Regions from separate parts of the Xenopus tropicalis genome. Here region 2 is linked to region 1. The links are chromatin contacts, called in public Hi-C maps. All regions are on one chromosome and are shown on one strand. Each heading gives the region's core, a stretch centred on a gene start, on an enhancer-like site or on the middle of the called end of the contact. The rest is flanking DNA. Distances are from core to core; before and after follow the strand shown. Region 1 has its middle 63 kb from the start of dcn. Region 2 holds the start of btg1 (B-cell translocation gene 1, anti-proliferative).

Evidence for each region. A called contact is a pair of places that touch in the nucleus more often than the background predicts.
Region 2: a contact with region 1 is called in a Hi-C map of neurula embryo, with 1.9 times the contacts expected there. The contact joins the promoter of btg1 here to the enhancer-like site in region 1. A contact is called at or near these places in 2 of 5 Hi-C or Micro-C datasets (brain and neurula embryo).

What each region holds. Positions count from the first base shown.
Region 1 is chr3:55,571,116-55,577,815 of UCB_Xtro_10.0, forward strand. No RefSeq gene overlaps it. Among named protein-coding and RNA genes, the nearest start is that of dcn, 63 kb to the left of the region's middle. Within about 2 kb of position 4,321, at least 1 of the 11 cell types and tissues checked has an H3K27ac peak or open chromatin away from gene starts, as enhancers often do.
Region 2 is chr3:55,672,736-55,680,086 of UCB_Xtro_10.0, forward strand. btg1 (B-cell translocation gene 1, anti-proliferative) reads left to right here and starts at 1,469. Exons shown (of 2, transcript NM_203595.1): 1 at 1,469-1,794; 2 at 4,065-4,662. The coding sequence starts at 1,650. The coding sequence ends at 4,429. It overlaps LOC108646159 (a long non-coding RNA gene), which reads right to left and starts at 685. Exons shown (of 2, transcript XR_001924195.2): 1 at 497-685.

The sequences.
Region 1 (6,700 bases), core at 3,071-5,570:
CCCCATTGCTCCGTATGGGAACAAAAAATTACAGATTTCGGTGCGGCGGGGCGGCATTCCGCCCCCAGGTTTCTGCCGCCCTAGGCCCGGGCCTTTGTGGCCTCTCCACAAATCCGGGCCTGGGCAACATGCTAATTTCTCTGAATTCCTGCTAATTAGCAAATGAAAAGGTTTGAGATTTCAATCTCCTTGTAAAGGTCCCATACATGGGCCGATTCTAGCTGCCGATATCGGTCCCTTAGACCGGATCGAATTAGCCTGGATTCTCCCGATATTGCCCGCCGTAGGTGGCCTGTTCTGCTGGGTAAAGCATGGGTACAACCACCTTCTCTGAGAGCTGTTTAGGTTTAAGATAACTCTTGACCATTTTCTTTATAGACTGACTTTTGTTTCACTGATGAGGTGCAAAACTCATTTTACTGTGGGGAAAGGCAGACAGCATAGTAGCTTCTTCCCCAATTAATAATTATAATATGCAAATTCATGTTTTTTTCAATGAACGTTTGGATATCGATTGTACGTTTAAATACAACGATCTAAAACTAACATTCAGATTGAAATTGTAGGATAAAGCCCTAAAATAATGAATCAGAGGATTTGGCATGGATTTGCAGTCAATTTCCTTGTTTCTCCATTGGTAGATTTTTTCAAAAAACCAGCACAAAAATGTGATGCTGAAAAAATTTGGCACTAGACAAAAAAAAAAGTCCTGCACATAAAAAAAATCTTGTGCGCATCAAAAAAATGTTCCACGCTTCAAGTTGCATTTCAGCAAAGAGAAACAGGACAGATTTACTCATCACTACCTATATAGACTTGAAATGAGTGTAGCTAGGTTAAAACACTTATCAAGAAGCAACAGAACAGACAGTATTATTTGAAATGGCAAAAGCTTTCCTACAAAGGTAAAAGGGAAGTGGCTGCCCTTAGGAAAGAACTTTTCAAATACCATTGTCTGTTCTATTTCTCAGAAGCCATTTTTAATCTGGGTATGCTAATTTCAAAGAGTAAATATGACTGAAAAATTAAAATTATAAATATTCGCTTCCATACACACACATTAAAAAATAGTTTAAGAAATATTAACAGGGTCTAAGGTGATGTAGACCACCTGTCTATAAACACCCAACCATCTGGCCAATCAGTCAGTACAAGAAAAACAATTAAAAGAGCAAAGAAAATGCAAAGAGTTCATTTGTTTTTGGGAGCAAACCTGATAGTGGGAAATGTAAATGGGAGTGTTTATTTAGGCTTTGAGGCGTTAAATGCAAAACATACCGGTATAGTACCTATACAAATGGCTTTTGGGAAAAATCAAGGACAAAATAAATGTAGAAGCTAAATTGTACGGTATTTGCATTGGTCTTATCACACTGCAGTTACTCAATGTCTGTTAGTTAAGCAGATCCCTTGCTGGAACAGTAGCACTAAACTGAGGGTGGCCATACACTATATATCGTTTGGGGAGGTCACTAAACAAGCAGATCTTTCCCTCGATATGCCCACCTAAGGTGGGCAATATCGGGCTAATGCAATCATTTGGCCCTAGGCCCAATTTTTGGGCAGATATTGATCGGGGAAGCCCATCAGGGTTCCCTACACACAGGCAGATAAACTGCTGAATCAGTCTGAAGGACTCAAATCGGCAGCTTAAATCTGCCCATGTATAGACACTATGGTTATACAAGGCTGGTGGCAGGCCTAAAGCTGGCCATACATGCACTGATAATATCGTACGGTGCGTGTATGGCAAGTCGGCGAGTCGACTGATATCGCAGGAGGCTGCTGATATCGGTCGACTCGCCGATCGGGCCAGTTAAAAGATTTTGATTGGGCGCCGTAGAAGGCGCCTGAGCAAAATCTGCCGTCAGGGCTGAATCAGCAGAAGGAGGTAGAAATCCTATTGTTTCTACCTCCTTATCTGCCGTTTCAGCCCTGAAGGTTAGTGGCGGATTTAACTCACACACGTGTGTAGCTGCCTTAAGGTTGAAATGGCCCAATGCAAGTGTGCACCCCAATTGCACAAAGCCTCGCCTCCTCAGCAAGACTTGCCATGCACACTGTAAAACCAATCAGTGAACTAGTGACAGAGAACTACTTATTGAGGGGAAATGTGAATAAGCAGTTCTGGCCAAATCCTGGACTTTCACATGGGTTGCAACTAGGGGAAGGCAGGCAGGTATGTGCCCAGTGCTCCCCACAGTTTCCCCACTTACCTTTGCTTACCTCAGCTCCATGATACAGTATGTCTGCATCTACAGACACATTGCCAGCCTCAGGGCCATTTTAATAAATGGGCAAAAGGGGTAATTGCCCAGGGCCCACCAGGACTGGGGGCTCACCATAAAAGCTTTCAACTGCTATACCTTTTGACTAATGCATCACCCAGAAATTGCATTTTAATCAGATTGGAGAGGTCTACATAACTATTTAATTTAATCTATGTGTGTGTGTGTTGAAAAGTGTCTCAATGCTTTTAAAGGAAGAGTAGCTTATTGCACTTCAAAACATGCAGTATTATTAGATATAAATAAATAAGTTGTAACTGATGTAAATAATCTATCTATTGCTCCATATTTTTTTTTCCAATTCAGACAAAAGATCTGTTGTCTGGAATGCTTGTGGCCTGGGGTTTTTCAGATACATGGTTTTTGCATAACTTGGATCATTGTGCTTTAAAAGTAATGGGATCCCTTATCTGGAAAAGCAGCATTATCTAGAAAGCTCAGAATAACGGTAAGGCCATCTCTCATAGAACAAATTCTAATATTAAAAAACAATTTCCTTTATTCCTGTAATAATAAAATAGTAACTTGTACTTATTCCCAACTAATATATAATTAATCTAGAGGCAAAACAATCCTATTGGGTTTATTTCATGTTTATATTATTTTTAGCAGACTTATGATAGGACAGTTTAGAAAGAGTTCTTTTACCAGCAGGTCATGGAATGAGAGGTGGTTAATGAGTGACCCAATGATGGGGAATACAAAGGGCTTGGACACATAACTATTTGCTATAAAATGAACAATATTTGCTCCAATTCCCTGATCTTTATTTGCCTTCCACTGAAATTGCAGAGCTTTGAAATTGTTGAAATTGATAGACTTTTTTTTTGTTCACCCACAAACTATGGGAAATAAAACCAAAAATATAATGTCAATGAGTTTCCCCAGCAGCTGCTGCTGGGTCTGCTGTTCCTATTTTTACAGCCTGCAATTGGGCATGTTTTCTCACATTTCTTAGCTATTCTTTATATGCCTCCCACTGATTTAGGGCAGTCTAATGAAACCAAGGAAGTACAGTTAATGCAGTAAAGGGAAGGCATGGCTGCTCATGGACTTTCTACTTGTGGTGTTCCCTGCTGTTTTAGAAAATAAATAATCCTAAAATAACCAGGATGGCAGTATAATACTTCACACCCAGAGAGCATTTGCTTTTGTACTCTCACATGCAGCTTTCACACCCAGTCAGATTCAAAGAGTCAGTCAATTCTACCGATATCAATTGTTACCCTACCAGTTACAGAAAAAAATAAAGCTCTGTTGTCATATCCTATATCTGCACCTTATTTGAGATGATGGGTGTATTTCTGTAATAACTATCAATGATTATGTTATACCCTGTCATAAAACATTTACAAGTACAGACCTACAGTCTATGAAGGCATTAGATGTGAAGAACATTAAGGAATACATATTGAAACACCTTCTGTGACTTCAATTTTGGAAACAGAATCATAGTAGCAAATTATGACAAGCTATGGATTATTATTCCATAATCAGCTAAAAAAAAACCCATAAACTAAACCAACCTTATAGAATACTCTGAATTTGATAACATATTTTTGGAAACCAAAACAAAGAGTACGAAATATAACAAATATAAAGAAAAATAAGTACAATCTGATATTAGTTTAATGGAGAGATCCCAAACCTTTTTTACTTGTGAGCCACACACAGATGTATAAAGTGTTGGTAAACCATACACTTGGGGGATCCCAAATAAGGGCTGTGATTGTGTCTCCCAGCCACAAATGTAAAAATAAGCACCTACTTTGAGGCTACTGGGAGCAACATTAAAAGGGGTTTTAAGCAACATGTTGCTCACTAGCCACTGGTTGGGGATCACTAGTCTAATGTATTCATTTGGTACTAGTGATTAATTTTTAGAGTGTTTGGATTTTTTTTAGACATGCCATGGAATTATGCCAGTTTAGGGATTACCCTGTACTAAGCACAGTTAAGTGAAAAGTTGCCCATAAAGAATTCTAGGGTGACTTATTGACTTATTGTATCGGCTGTCAGCCCTCTACTAATTCCTGTAGCACATGACCTCTTTTGGCTGCAGGAGTTGAGTTCAGCAACAGCCTGAGAAATGTGAATTTGAAAATCCCAGTTGTATTTATTTTAGGTAAACGCTGTACCCACCCCACTTATCCCAAATTGTATATGTATTTTCTAGGACCAAGAATGTATGAAAGCAAAATGGATACTTTCCTAATATTATAGTCATAATAATGGTATTAAATATATTTAAATAACTTACCCTGCTTTTTAATACTTTCCTATAAAAATGAGTAAGTTATTAGTATAATTTTAATGCTATCTGGCTGTGGAATCAAAGGAATAATACAACCTTTCATCTCCATTAAAACTTGTTCTGAGTGACTGCCATTGGGTGTTCATGTCCTTGGCAGGGTCAACTGCAGTGCTATTAGGGTAAAGACACACAGAGCTACTAGTAGCAGCTAGTAAAATAGACAATGCTGATCCTTTACTGATAATTGTCTCTATGTGTGTTTTAGCAGAGACAATTCTCAGTATTGTCTATGGCGGGGTATTTTCTGGCGTTGAGTAGCTGTAAAAAAGTAAGAGCTGCTAATAGTTCTGTGTGTCTTTGTCCTTAGAGGAGTAGCAGCCCCCTGTTATGTTGCGGATCTCTTGAGCCATAAATACCAGTGATGCCAAAGCTGTGCCAGCTGTCAAGTGAAGTCTGAAACTATAACTGAGCAACTGTTTCAGTTTCAATTTGAACACCAATGTCTTACATATAAAGGCTTATTCATATTTTGAATATAGCACATAGGTAAAGTAAGAATCATGTACTAAATACTGTTTATTGTATTTACTTGCAGTTTTAACAACAATTAAACTATGTACATAAGTACTAATGGAAAGAGCTGAAAGTTGTTTTTTTTGTATTCCTGACTCTCGTAGTTCCTTTAATAATCCAAACAGGAACAAAGATGCAAGCTTTGTATTGTCGTAATGGTAATATGTATTAAATCTCTACTAAGTCAATATTATCAATATGCAGTTCTGTCAGCAGCATGGACATGACTGATGATAATAGATTAATTTTGTTTTCATTTGTGACGTAGTGCTTAGCTTGTAGAATTTACGCACAAAGACCTACACCCATCTAAGCTTAAGCCAATACTAAGGAAACCTGAGAAACCTGTTTGGTTTATGAACATGCCCTTGTTATCAACAGATAATCCTTTTTAGTGTGACAATGTGATCCTTCTGAACGTTAACGGCTCTACCTGACTGACTGAAGGTTGGGACAATGTGCAAATAACAGCCACTTATACAAGAAATAGAAGCTAGATTTGGATGTGAAACATGTCTGCCATGTTGTAGATGCTATGCATAGCTGCCCTCACTCATTCCTTCCATGCCCTAAAATGGAAATAGAAATTTTTATTTGGAGATGTACATGAAAGGGTTGTATTTAATGGTGCTAGACCCTTGAGGGCAGTAAGAGCTAATATCCCCAACTTTATAGCGCTTTGGTCCCAGAGTAATTAAAATTAAAAAAAGTTTCTGGGTGCATTTAAATTACTATTTTGGCCTGATCTACCAGTTCCTGACTTTCTGCTTTGTTCTGACTACGTTAATGGCCTCCTGCCACAATCTTTTGCCTACATATGACCTTTAGATACCTTTGGATACCGCATACAGTATTTTCTTAACTCAGCTTCCTTCTTGATCCTGACTTCAACCTCTTGTAAGAGCCGTTGGGCCCTTAGGAACCTGAAAGCTCTTTTTTGGGGGTTACTTTTTATAAGCATGGTAGACTGCCTTGCCTTGACTCTGGTCAACATACAAATAAAAACTTGGATGCAGGTTTAAACTATTCAGGACTGGTTTTCAGACAAACAGCTTTTTTCAGAGATTGTTCTTTTCTCACACAATGCTGTAAAGCCTTACCCCTCCCCTGCATTCTTTTGTTGATCAAAATCAGTTCTGTTGCTTAACACATCGGTGGGCACACATGGGCTATTTCTATGTGGATAATGAGATGAGACCATAGGTTGAGCAGGCATATTCAATGATATTTAACTATACGTGCATGGCAACTCACACTTTGCAGCCCAAACATGGGAAACACCAAATAATTGGCCCACAGCACTAAAAATCTTGGACAGTACTGATAGATAACTGTCTCCAGACAAAAATTGTGGGGCCTATTATGGTCACCCCACATAAGCCCAGTGTAGAGGGCCACTTGTCAGTTCCATTAAAACCCAGACTTTGCCTTGCCGCCCTATAGGTGGGAGCATCCAAAGGACAAACGCCTAGATATTGCTACCTTAAAAAATGTTGTTCAGGCCCTAATCCCCCCTAATATATAGCAACTGAGGAAGTGATTGGGTTATACACCTCCCCAAAATATTGTGCAGGGTATTAATAGG
Region 2 (7,351 bases), core at 219-2,718, 99 kb after region 1:
TGTATTGTCACCTTAAGTCCCTAGATGTGTCACAGGGGACCCAATTTTTAACCCCTACACTGAGATCCAAAGTAATGAGCTGGTTTCTAATGGCAGCTAGTTTAGGTACAAGGCACTATGCATTTACAAGAGTCCTGATCCTACTACCTAGACAGGTGAATGAGGCGACACATCTGTTTCTGCTCAGACTGACATTCAATTGTATGTAACACTGCTGTTCCATGTAACACTGCTACTGCTGATGGGACAGGGTAAAGGAAATACTGCAGAGTACTAACTGATAAGCAGTTCAGTATATAAGACGTGTTCCTTAATTTAAGGGTGGACCTAAAATATTTTTTCTCTGCGGTCAAATGTGCCCCAGTCTTTAAAAAGTGTATTGCCAACTGAAAACAGGGCTGCCTTGTCCTGCCTTCACATGTTTAATGGAACCTTAATGCGCATTGCCAGGATACAGTATTTATTATACAGTGCTATTTCTTTGTGATTTACTCACAAAGGAGACCGTGGCTTTGTTTCCCACGACACAGCGTCGTGCGACAAGTCGTGTGTAGCTGATACGACAATAAAACCATCGGAAGGAGAGGAGCAAATAATGAAGATCAAGGTATGGGGTTGCACCCCGTTCTGTTTAGTAAATCAGGACATGCCTTTGTTGTTGCAACACAACTCTTTCTTGTTTTTGTCTGCGCCTGCCTTCCGGTGGGGGATGGGCCCTGCCATGTGTCACACTGGGAGACAAAGGAATACTCTATCCGTGCCCTACACCCCCTAGTAACACGAGTTGCCCAACTTATACGGCGGATAGCGTCCCGTTAATATCACAATAACCCGTCGACGCCGCGACTAAACAGGTTAAATACAGTAGCAAATTCGCACATTGCGATCGACGCAACAATAAATCGCAGTTTTAAGATTATAAAGGGTTATTTAAAAAAAAAAACTGCTGGACAGGGGTCTGCAACCTTTACTTCAGAGCACCTTCTCCTAGCACCGCCAAAGGAAAGCAGGGGAAGAGTTTTGTGGGATTTAATCATGCCACGGCAAATAAAACAGCCTGTGTTTATATCCGGAAGTGCAGCGTTCGCTTCGGCCAGACTTTTGTTTACAAAGATGGGGGTGTTCTCACTCTCTCCCATCAGCCCTCATTTGCTTTCCAAAGGGCATACGTCAACTCGCCCTTTTCCTCCCCGCAACAGGGTGACATCATCGTCGGGCGATCCCCCTATTGGCCAGGTGACTCCCCCGCCCCTCCCTGACGCCACATCCTTCCCGACTGGCTTATAAAAAAAACGGGCTGAGAAGCGAGCTGATCACTTCGGGGGCGCAACAACACGCGTTGGGATGTTTGCGCGTAGTTAGAAAAGCACTTTTTGGGGATTTATTATATCGCTTAGCACTCTTCGAGGGATCTGAAGTTTAGGGGGGCAAACAGACCCGATCACACATACACCTCCAAGTCTTATCTATTAACTTGCACGCCATGCCAGGGCGCAGCTTGTAAAACCACCAAGGACGTAAAAGTGAAAAATATAAAAAAAAAAAAATTGTAAAACACGAATAAAAATCCATCAAACAGGACCAAGCGGAGCGCAATAGACGATCCGTGCTGTTCCATCGGTGTTCGTATCGCTGTCGGTCGCGCTCCCATGCATACGCACTATCCCTGGGCCAACATGAAGCCAGAGATCATGGCGGCGGTGAGTTTCATCTCAAAGTTCCTCCGAACCAAAGGCCTCATGAACGACCTCGACCTGCAGACGTTTAACCAGTCTTTACAGGAGCTCCTGGCCGGTAAGATATACATGTACTTTGTATTTGCTGAAATGATTTATATTATAGTTTGTGTGTGACTTGTGAGGGTCGAAGCAGTTCTGTTCGGGCTACAAATCCTATGGCAGCCATGAACAGCCGCGGCCTGGAAATCCCCTACAGCTCATTGAAATCTCTTTCAGAGCTTGACTGGCTTGCAGCCAGCAGAGCCTTACAGAATCCTGGCTAATACCTTCTATACCTTTAGTGGATTAAAGCGAAACTTCACTCAAATACATTTTTATTCCTAATTAAAGAAAATGGAATTTTAAGCAACTTTCCAATATAGATTACATGGTTTTAAATTATTAGTAAATGTACTTAATATCAGTATTTGTTTCTTTCTGTTTTCTGGGACTCTCCCCACACAATGTAACCAGTCAGTCCTCTTTAGCTGGATCTGCTACATTGTTTGGGCTGACAATATAAACAGTTGAGAGGTACAGGTATAGGACCCATTATCCAGAATGCTCGGGACCAAGGGTATTCCGGATAAGGGGTCTTTCCGTAATTTGGATCTCAGCACCTTAAGTCTACTAAAAAAATCAATAAAACATTAATTAAACTCAATAGGATTGTTTTGCATCCAATGAGGATTATTTATATCTTAGTTGGAATCAATTCCAAGGTATCGTTTTATTTCTACATAGAATAAGGAAATCAGTTTTACAATTCTGAATTATTTGATTATAATGGAGTCTATGGGAGACGGGCTTTCCGTAATTCAGAGCTTTCTGGATAATGGGTTTCCGGATAAGGGGTCTAATACCTGTACTGCTTCCATTACACATTTACTAATAGCTGTGTTATGTAGAATGAAAAGTTTCTTAGAATTAGGTTTTCTTTCAGTATGTGAAATAGTTTTCAAGTGGAGATCCCCTTTAACAGTGTTATTTTTTTTTTTTTAAGATAAGGATCAAAGTGCACTTTCACACTTAACATTTTATTGTTTGCTTGACTCTGTCTGAATTGTTTATTATTATTAAGTCCTATGGAGGGCACCTTTTGCCTTGGTCTCCACCTTGAATTGTTTTCCCCTTTACCAATGGGTTTATAATGCGTATGCACCCCCTCCCTTTTGTGGTTGGAAAGTACAGGCTGATGTTTTTCCTTCCTGTCCAGACTAGGCAGAGCACTGCTTTGTATTATTGGCAGACCTCAGCAATGAGCAGGATGTTTGACTTAGGTCTATGCACAAAACAGTATGGCTAGATCCCAGTATCATATTGATGTTACACACTTTCCAACTTGATGGTTTGCATAGTGAAACATAATTTTAAAATAAGTAACAAACACCCCACCCACAAAAATTATACATGTAATTTTAATAAATATCAAGTCTCTTCCTTGTACGCCATTTTAAATTCTAATGTTAGAGGTGCTCTGCATTACTTTTTTTCTTTTTTGCATGAATTCCATTCAGTGGAGCCACAAACAAAGAACACTTGTGATTCTGGCAGTGTTTGGTATTGTGCAAAACACATGCAAATATAAAATTGTTTTAACAAACTGCAGATATTTTGATATTGAACCAGGCTGTTACCACAATACAGATCTGTGCAAGAGTTGAGTATGGCAGTATAACATATGGACAAGGCAATCACACCTGTTTATCTCATCAGCCCCAGCAGTGCCTTTTACTTCATAAAATGTCCATTCAGTATAATAAGACTTGGGTTTGAGCAGCAGCTTTTTTGCTTATGGTATGAGACAGCTCTATAACCAAATAATTATGTATCGGTTACTGATTGCTTTATATGTTACTCTGTATGTCCAATGTATGAAACCCACTTATTGTACAGCGCTGCGGAATATGTTGGCGCTTTATAAATAAATGCTAATGTAATGTAAAATGGCAGTCATGTTATATGTGCAAATTCATTCTGGTTTGTTAGAAGGGCATACATAACAACCCAATGCTTTTCAGTGATCCTGAATTATTTTTTTTCTCCACAGCACTGTTCTAATTCTATACAACAATTTTGTCTACTACAGTCTTGGTTTGTCATTGTAACATCTTACTGTATAGTTAATTGTTGCTTCATGGTGCTACTATCGTTATTTTAATATGGTGACCAGTATGCCGAACACTGCATGTAGTAAACTGAAAATAAGTACAACTGCTCAAATGAATTTTGTTAAAATTTAGGTTTTTGTAGCTGATGCATTTTAAATCTGCCAGTGATAAAATGACTTAATTGTGCAACATTTTTTTTTTTAAAGCTAAATGCAATTTGTCTACTTTTTTCTAGATCACTATAAGCATCATTGGTTTCCAGAAAAGCCGTCAAGGGGTTCAGCCTATCGATGTATTCGGATTAACCACAAGATGGACCCTTTAATTGGAGAGGCAGCAGATCGTATTGGACTCAACAGCCAGCAAATGTTTAAGCTTCTGCCAAGTGAACTTACTTTGTGGGTTGACCCATATGAAGTATCGTATCGCATAGGAGAGGATGGCTCTATTTGTGTATTGTATGAATCTGTTCCAGGAGGTGGTATTAGTCCAAGCAGCAGTGGCTCTCTAGTTGAGAGTAGGATCAGCTGTAAAGATGAACTCCTCTTGGGCCGAACAAGCCCATCCAAAACGTACAACATGATGACTGTATCTGGTTAAGATATGGTTGATGGCTGGATCATCTTGTAGCAGATGGAAACCAATTATTGTTTTTAATTTGGGAGGGCTCCTATGGGGATGGATTGTGAAGTTTATACAATGACGCAGCTGTGAAGATTGGACACAAATAGTGGTAGATCTTTCTGAAGTGAAAGTGCCTTTGTTTAGACAGTGTCTTTGGCAATTTTATAGCCTGTTATTTACGCAAATAGATTTAAAAAAAAAAAAAAAAAACTGCAGAGACCTTTTAAGAGGGTCTCAAACTGTTTACCACTAGACTTTTCGTTTAGTGTTTACATTTGTGTTAAACTTTGAACCCAAAGCTCAATGTTTGTGTAAAAAATTTCTTTTACTTTTTTGAAAAAGTACAGTTTGCACTAATAAACTCAAATGATAATGCTTCTTGCAGCTCAGTAGCAAGATGAATTGTTTCAAATATGAAATAGACTGGAATTGTATATGGCAGATATTACTTGCACTGAAAATATGTATAGTTTGTAAATAGGAGAGATGTGAGCATATTTGAAGTCTGCTACACTTGAGGGTTATTCATATTGAGATATCAGCGTAAATACAACTTAACTCTATTGAACAGGCATTTTGAAATGTGTAGTAAAGGCACTGTCTTAAACTATGGCACACTCATCAGTCAGCTTATCTGTACTTTACTAGCTTGTAGTTTTATAAGATGGAGTAAACTTCTTATTTTTAGAAAGTGGAGTTCTTTGTAATTTCTTGTACTTAATTGGGTCTTTTCCACAAGCACCATCTATTTTGTGAACTTTTATGTCCTTTTATTCGGTAAATTATGAACTGATGTAAATTTGTACAGTTCATGTATATTGATTGTGGCAAAGATGTACAGATTTCTATATTTTGGATGAGAATTTTTCTTCTCTATAATAAATTGTTTCTTAACTTGCCATTTTAACACTTAAGTCTTGTCTAATTGTTTAGTTACATGAGATCATCATCTTTCAGCCCCAGCTGAATTTAGGTTACAGTTTAAAGGATATCCGCTCCAAGTGCAAGCTGAATGTCGGAGAGTTATAAATACGCATTTGGAGATATAATGGCAACCTTTTTCAGACCACTGGGATCATACACTGGATATAGGTTATAGTTGACACAAAACCTTTGTAGTAATCATGCTATATGCATGATTTTAAGATCATCATGATGTGGAAGCAAATACAGGGGCTTATATTTTGTGGAATTTCTTATGACAATCTTCAACAAATTCAGGAATAAAATTATGAAAATATATGAATTGAGGATATAAAAAAATTAACAGTTCTGGCCCAACAATTTGTCAGGCCCCCTTTGGATTTATTCCTCTGAGCAAATGGCATGCTGCACGTTATCAAGGACAGAGTTCTACAGGAAAGCTTGAGAGCCTAAATCAAGAATATTTACCAATATATGGTTCTATTAATCCCATTTTAGGGTACATGATACATTTGGATAAATCCTTGAAACAGGCTTTGTTACAAGTATCTTGTACATGGTCTGTTGGATAAAGTGTGTGACTGAAAGGCAATTTGCCTTTAGTATCTTCTTGATTTTTCTACCTGTTGGCTTGCAATCATCAAAAGGTATGTGTTTTTTTTTCTGAAGCAGTTTGCATATCCTTATACATGGTAGGTATCATTTTTACAGTATGCTATATATGACAGTATATCTTGAGCATTTAAGCTATTAAGTTCTCAGATCTGAATAAAAGATTAAAATCTCATATAAACTGACTGGTCAAAGTGCTCAGTAAAAAAAATTGTATACATTCTGGCCCTGTATTCTCAACTCGAAGCCTTAAACACAAATCCAAATATTGACATTCAGACTAAAACTTGTTGTCTTAGGGAGAGGAGAAACAATTCCCTGTTCCAAAGACAATAAACAGATAGAGCCTGGACTTTGTTTGTCTTTTAGAAATGCCCAGCCCTTTTAATCTGTCTTGACTTGCAGGTCACAAAGGGGTGTGTCCTTAACCAATCAAAGGATCTTTAAAATCCTGTAGAAATTTAATATTAATAAAGGAAATTGTATGTGGGGCAACAATGAATATTTAGTCCGCTAGGCAATTTCAAGCATGGTAGGCCAAATTTGTAGGTCAAGTGATAGCAACTCACAGTGGCTGTTTCCAAGCAACTATCTCCTGACCTGTGAGTCCAGCGATTTGCATTTGAATAATGTTTAACTATTCAAAGTGCTTTATAGTCGGGAGCCGAGCTGAAAAAAACACAACAAAACACCCAGCAACATCAGTGACAAATGATTAGCACTAATTCACTGTTCAACCTATAATATTCCGAAAGGAAAACCAATGTGATCCAGCTTTCATGTGCTTCCTGCTGATCACCTTTTTTCTAGAGTTTGCTGTATTGCAGTATTACTTAACTGGTGGGCCATAGTCTAATGGTGGACATAAACGTAGCAATAACGGTCTTTTGTGCAACCATTGGTCATGCAAAAGATTGTTCCCACCCTCCACTGACGTTCGGGGCTGAATCGTCAGATATGGAAGTAGAAACAATAGAAATTCTACCTCCACCTGCCGATGCAGCTCTAAACGTAGATTTTGCTTGGGCGATCAAAATCTTCACCTGGCTAATTGACAAGATGGCCAATATCCGCAGCCTTTGAGATATCAGTCGCCTCTTTGAGCCACAATACATGCACCGAATATCGTACGAAACTATCGTGCATGTATGGCTGGCTTTAATCTGACACAACCTATCCAAAAGGTGCAGATGGATGGGTTACAGACAAACTGCTTTTGAGACCAGTTGATCCCAGTCTTGAAAACAGTATGAAACACTGCTGACTATCAAACCACATTTACTAAGAGATTTGTCTGTAAAGCTGCCCATACACGGGCAGATCCAAAGCGAACAGATCTTCACCCGATATCCCCACCTACAT